2 separate regions of the Mus musculus genome follow, and region 1 is linked to region 2. The links are chromatin contacts, called in public HiChIP or PLAC-seq maps. All regions are on one chromosome and are shown on one strand. The core of a region is the stretch at or near the end of the contact, and the rest is flanking DNA. Distances in the headings are between cores, read along the strand shown. Region 1 holds the start of Fmnl2 (formin-like 2). Region 2 has its middle 54 kb from the start of Fmnl2.

Region 1 (3,184 bases), core at 315-2,814, 53 kb after region 2:
ATCAACCATCATAAGTAGGAAGGCATGGATGGAAAGTACTGAGGTCAATAAAATGTCGAGGATTATGGTGATGACAGTGATACAGAGCCACACTGACTGTTACTCCAAGTTCTTTATCTGAACAGTACAGATCTATTGAAATCTCATCCAACCCTGTAAGAAAGGCGTCAATGCCATTATGACTTTCTTAGATGATGAAATTAGGGCACGAAAAGTTAAGCAAGGGCCATGAGACCAGGCATTCATAGCTACTAAGGAAAAGTTGGGGCTCTTGATATATCCGGGTAGGATGCAATTTACTTGCTTTCTTAAGAAGATAGCCCAGGGTTGGAGAGATGAGTACTGGCTGCTCTTCTAAAGGACCTGGGTTCAATTCCCAACCCCCAGGCAGATCACGTCTGTCTGTAGCTCGAGTTCTAGGGAATCCTGATGCCCTCATATAGATACACATGCAGGAAGAACACTAATTAATGCCTCTGAAATAAAATAAACAAAACAAAATAAGACGATAGCCTAAGCTGCAAAGAGTACCACAGCTTCTTGGGCTCCATCTCTCAGCTCAGGGAAATTCTGGTGCCAGGCAGAACTCATGGTATGAGTAGCTTTAATCAAAAGTTCTACATGGGCTTGAAATCTACAGCAAGGGCAGCTGGCTAAAGTCACGTATAACAGTGCATTTCCAAGCCCTCATAACATCTAGTTAAGTTCAGAGGGACAGAGTTGAGCCTAATATTCTCTGTGAAACACTTGGGGCAAATCTGCTTTGGAAGCAGGATGGGTGCAGTCAACGACCACCCTCATGCAAAATAGTTATTTGTGTAAACTGTCTTCCTTACTAGATTTGAAAGCATTGCAGGGCTGAGTGTCTCAGCCTATGAAATCGTAACTCCCGTCATAGGTCTTTGACAGTTATTTTCTTTGAATTGTCTATTGTGGATTGAATTCTTGTAAAAACTCACACATACTATAAACCCCACATTTGCTTATAAAACATCCAGTTAGATCAAAGACCATGCAACATAGATGCCGAAGAACCCGTACCACGTCTCCACCTGTAGTTCGTGAAGTTGGGCATTGCCAATACCCGGGGTGGGGGTCTCCTATTCAACTAGATTCTCTCACAGGGTTATACTCTTCTGAAACTTAAATCACGCGTTTCATGATTGACTGGAGTCATTCACTCATTCTTCAAACGTGCTGAAGTGTCAGATTTTACGTAGGCGAGGCAGGTCTTCAAACTGTCGGAGTGAGGGAGGTCGAGATAAAAGTGACTAAAGCCACCTTTCACGGCGTCCAGCTTGTTTTTGCTGCAAGCACCCCAACTACAGCGCGGCCCTCCAGGAGCGCGCGCGGTTTCTGCGCGTGGCCGGTTTGGGCCGAAACTACGCGTCCCGGCAGTCCGCGGGGCGGGTGGGCGGAGCCGGGCCGGGGGCGGGGGCCGAGAGGGGGCATTGTGTCGGCCAGCCGTGCGCGAACGTCCGCTCGCTGTGGGGCCGGGGCTGAGGTGTCAGCGCCGCTGCGGCCGGGGCGAGAGGCGGACGAGCAGGAGCGCGCAAGCGGCCGCGGGTGCCGGCGGGGGCGGCGGGAGCACCATGCGGATCGGCGCCCAGCGCCCTGCAGACCCCTCGCGAGGCAGAGAGGCCGGGGCGGCGCCGGGGCGGCGGGGAGCATGAGGACGGCCGGGGACCGGCTGGGTTCGGAGCTCTGCTAGGAAGCGGCGTGCGCTGAGCACTAACCGGGACGCGGCGGAGGGCGGGAGCCAAGCGCCCGGGGCTGTGGGCATTTTGGACGCGGACGCAAGGGGCCCGGAGCCAGCCGGGGCTCCGGCACGCAGCCGACATGGGCAACGCGGGGAGCATGGACTCGCAGCAGACCGATTTCAAGGCGCACAACGTGCCATTGAAGCTGCCGATGCCCGAGCCAGGTGAACTGGAGGAGCGCTTTGCCATCGTGCTGGTGAGTGAGTCCGCTGCGGCCGGGCGCGGGGCCCCCGTGGGGCAGGCGGCGCAGATGACCCGGCTCCTCCGGTCCCAAGGGCGAGGCTCACACCTTCCCCATTGTGGGCTCCCAGCCTCGCTTCTCTCAGCCTCCGTCCTTGCGCTCTCCAGGGGTCCTCGGATGGGGAGAGGAGCTCGGGCCGGGCTACCCCGGCGGCCACGAACCCATTGTCTGGCGGGAGCAGCACCTCGCAGCGCGTGTGCCGGGAGGTGCAGAGTGGGTGTGAAGGGAAGGTGGCTGGCCGGGGAGGAGTGAGGGACGGGCCGCTAAAGCTTTTTGTTTAAAGAATGAAAAGCAACCGGCAGACCCCGACCCTCTGCGTAGCATCCCCCGGACGCGCAGCTCTGGGCCTTGCGGGGTCTGCTGCAGACGCGCGCAGGTGGCTGGCCGCAGGCGCCGCGCCCGCACTCGGTCGGCCGAACTTGGAGGGTGGACCTCGCGGCTGGGCAGATGGACAGCTCCCCAGAAAGAGAAAGAGGAGGCCGGCAGCTGAGTGGCGCCGTGGTCCCTCCGCGAGGGGGAGGCATCTGAAACCCAGACGCGGGTGGGGAAGGCGGGGGGTGGGGGAGAAGCGCCCCGGGCAGGGGAGAACCTCAGTGTGTTCCCTTTGGTCTTAAATCTTAAACCACAAAAATGTGCAGTTTGGCTGGGACGTGTTAAGAGCCGTCCTGACTTCACGGACGACCCCAGTTCCTTCAGTCGAGTCCATGGCTCCCTCCCGCATTCCGCATCACTCAGCCTTCCCGTTCCAGCTTCTCAATCAAAGACTGGAATCCTCTCTCTCCGTTTCCTTTTGGGACTAAGTTTCTGGGCTCTTCCCACCCGGAGTCTGCCTTGCTGTGAGCTCAAAAGGGTGTGACGCCTTTTCCCTTGCCCCAGAGAGCGTCCCAAGTGCAGTTGGTTCCTGGTTTCTCAAGTTTTAAGATTCCACCTTCTCTTAAGGGGATGATGGGAAGGAAATGAGGCTGGGGGGTGGGGTGGGCGGACTCCTGGTCTGAGACTTGACACTCTGCTTCCCCCTTTTTCTAAATCCATGCAAGACAAGGCAGCCAGAGCCAGAGGAACTTGTGATGGAGCTGCCAACTCCTGTGTCTACCTGAGAGAATTTTGGCATGTAACTTAAGAACTTTGGGAGAGGTCTCAAGCCCTGGATCAAAAGTTGGTTTTCTGAGATTTGAATGTTGAG
Region 2 (3,049 bases), core at 415-2,914:
ACCATAACTCTGCCACAGCGTTGTATGACAAGCAGCTAGGCACTGCTACTCAGAGTCTCCAACAGTTACCCAATATCCCAGAATGTTGTGCAAATTAACTTCTTTTTTTTGTTTTGTTTTTTGTTTTTGTTTTTTCGAGACAAGGTTTCTCTGTGTAGCCCTGGCTGTCCTGGAACTCACTTTGTAGACCAGGCTGGCCTCGAACTCAGAAATCTGCCTGCCTCTGCCTCCCAAGTGCTGGGATTAAAGGCGTGCGCCACCACCGCCCCGCTGCAAATTAACTTCTAGAAAGTCATTTTCAAGATATTTATTTTATGTGTATGAACATTTTACCTGTACCTATGTTTCTATACCACATGAGTCAGAGTCAGAAAAGGGCATCCGATGCCCAGAAACTGGAGTTAAAGGTGGTTGTGAGCCACCATATGGGTACGGAGAATTGAACCCAGGTCCTCAGGAAGAACGGCCGATGCTCTTAACTGTTGAGCCCTGTCTCTAGCCCCTGGAAAGCCATTTTATTTTTATTTTTATTTTTTTTTAAAGATTTATTTATTGATTATATGTAAGTACAATGTAGCTGTTTTCAGATACTCCAGAAGAGGGAGTCAGATCTCATTACGGATGGTTGTGAGCCACCATGTAGTTGCTGGGATTTGAACTCTGAACCTTCGGAAGAGCAGTTGGGTGCTCTTACCCACTGAGCCATCTCACCAGCCCCTGGAAAGCCATTTTAAAGATCATGTGACTCGATAAGGCCCAAAGCCTAAGTCCATTACCATCACCATGGAGTTTGTGTTGAATGAATAACTGCGAGCTCACCTTGCCTGTAAAGCAAACCTGTTCTTTGGAGAAGGGGAAACTGAGGCACAGAGAAATTGAGTAATTTGTCTCACAGGGTAGTCAGCTGAGACTCAGATGAAGGAAGACGGCTGCATGTGACCGCACTGACAGTCCTTCTAGCCTGAACATGACTCTCTACTTGGAGGTGATGGCAAATGATCAGTGCCGGGTCTGCTGCTTGCTTACCCCAAATCACTGCATCTTGTTGGAGCTTACAATAGTCGCTGCCTAGAAGGGATGCTTGCATTATGGGTAGGGGTCTAGCTTGATGATAGAGCATGCTTAGCTTGCTTCCTAGTACCTGCAGGTTGGAGGGAAAATTAGTCTTCTTATAGTCTTGACTAAGCACATCCTAGTAGCAGGATGTGAACACATGAGATGAACTACTCAGCTTCTCCATGAGTTTACCCTAATTCAGTACAGGATCTTAAACATAGGCGCGTTTTTTCAAGTATCTTAAGGTACCTTTACCAGTTGGATTAAAATTTATCAATAGGCACCCAGCCCTCGTGCTTTTTCAATTGTTGCAAATAAGATTTGAGGCCTATTAAATGAGCCGGTCAATGAGTCATGAAAAGCTTGGCCAGAAAACATTTCCAAACTCTATGCTCTCACGCCCCGGAAGCCATTACTTAACATCGTAATCTGCTCACTTGTGCTCTACCTAAGGCCTTGTGAGCAGTCTAGATCCTGAAATGAATCCATCTTCTGTGGTGTGGCTGCATCCAGGGTTTAAACTCAGGCCACTGATTGGTAGGCTCAGCAGTCTCAGCAGTGGGCGGGGTGAGGGTTGAATAGGCACCAAGAACAAAAGTAGGTTCTCTCTCCTTGGAACAACTCTGTGAATGGAAAGGGTGGGAAAGGGCACCCTGCTGCTTCCTGCGCTGAATCCGTTCTGGAAGAAAGGACTTCCGCCTGGCGTCTCTCCCAGGGGACACAACAGAAGAGTAGCCTTACTAAGCAAAAACTCTGGGACTTCTAATTATACAGAAACACACACACACACACACTCACGACATCAATCTATTCCACACCCACTGGACAGAAAGAAGATCGGGTTTAGGCAACGTCATTGGTCCTGTGACCTAGTCTGAGTAGTCCTGGCCCTGTGGCTCTGCTCTGCTGAGAGCTCGATGCCGAGCTCAGCCAGGGACACAGGCCAGCATCCTAGAGCAGTCTGGCTGGCAGAGTTCTAGGGCAACCAAAGCTGTACTAAAGAATGACAGCAAGCCAGGCCCTAAAGGCAGGGCAGGACTCTCCCAGTTTGGCTCTCAGTGATTGCAATGACACTGGATCTGTAAGATGGATAGGGTTTTTTTTTTGTTTTTTTTTTTTTTACCTCAGCACAAAAATTCCAGAAATTTCCCTGGTGGTTTCCTACTTGGGCTTGTAGCCAACAAAGAAGAAAAGTGAAACGGCTAACAGATTACAGAGCTGTACCTTTAGTACTACTAACTACATAGATGACTTGATCTTTAGAAGTTTGTGACTAAAGACCTGAATGGTTTAGCTGTCTGCCTAGAAGTTCTAGGTATGAAGAGTTGGACAATAGATAGCTGTGGCACAATACTTTAAAAAACAGCCCAAGGCCTGTTAGCAAATGACCCAGCTAAGTGATCAAATGAAACGCAAGGCCATCGTTCCACCACTGAGATATATACCTGGGCCTTTTCTGTTTCTTAGTCTCACTAAGGTGCTCAGGCTGACCTCACACTCCCAGGTAACCCTGCTGCCTCAGGTGGCGTTCAAGGTATGTGCCACTGTGCCTGGCATTCATTTCTGTTTTCTTTTTTAGGATTTATTTATTTTTATGGGTGTGTGTGTGTGTGTGTGTGTGTGTGTGTGTGTGTGTGTGCAATATCCTGTAGAGGCCCAAAGAGGTCCCTGGGTCCTCTTGATAGAGCTACAGCTCAGCCTCCTAACGAGGGTGCTGGGAACTAAACCCTTGTGTCCTCTGCAAGAGAAGCAAGTGTCCTTAATCACTAAGTTTTCTCTCCAGTCTGTCATCTCCCCACCCCTCTTCGTTCTTTTTAAACCAAGTCCATCAAACACCAAAACGAACACACATAATTCAAAAAGCCCATGGATCACTATGCCCCTCCTTAGAAGTGGGAACAAAACACCCTTGGAAGGAGTTACGGAGACAAAGTTTGGAGCTGAGATGAAAGGATGGTCCATGTAGAGACTTCCATATCCAGGGATCCACCCC

The links. HiChIP or PLAC-seq counts read pairs in DNA pulled down with a chosen protein or histone mark.
Region 1: an H3K27ac HiChIP or PLAC-seq map of neural progenitor cells shows a contact between it and region 2, with 3 times the contacts expected there. The contact joins the promoter of Fmnl2 here to the enhancer-like site in region 2. A contact is called at or near these places in 1 of 39 promoter capture datasets (the 3T3-L1 cell line), 3 of 484 Hi-C or Micro-C datasets (cerebral cortex, nephron progenitors and neural progenitor cells), 2 of 115 datasets of contacts at active chromatin or transcription factors (astrocytes and neural progenitor cells) and 1 of 9 other capture datasets (adipose tissue).

Annotation. Positions count from the first base shown.
Region 1 is chr2:52,856,304-52,859,487 of GRCm38.p6, forward strand. It overlaps Fmnl2 (formin-like 2), which reads left to right and starts at 1,565. Exons shown (of 27, transcript NM_172409.2): 1 at 1,565-1,956. The coding sequence starts at 1,840.
Region 2 is chr2:52,802,842-52,805,890 of GRCm38.p6, forward strand. No RefSeq gene overlaps it. Among named protein-coding and RNA genes, the nearest start is that of Fmnl2, 54 kb to the right of the region's middle. Within about 2 kb of position 1,665, at least 67 of the 459 cell types and tissues checked have an H3K27ac peak or open chromatin away from gene starts, as enhancers often do. A contact at or near this core is called in adipose tissue and neural progenitor cells, where this site is marked.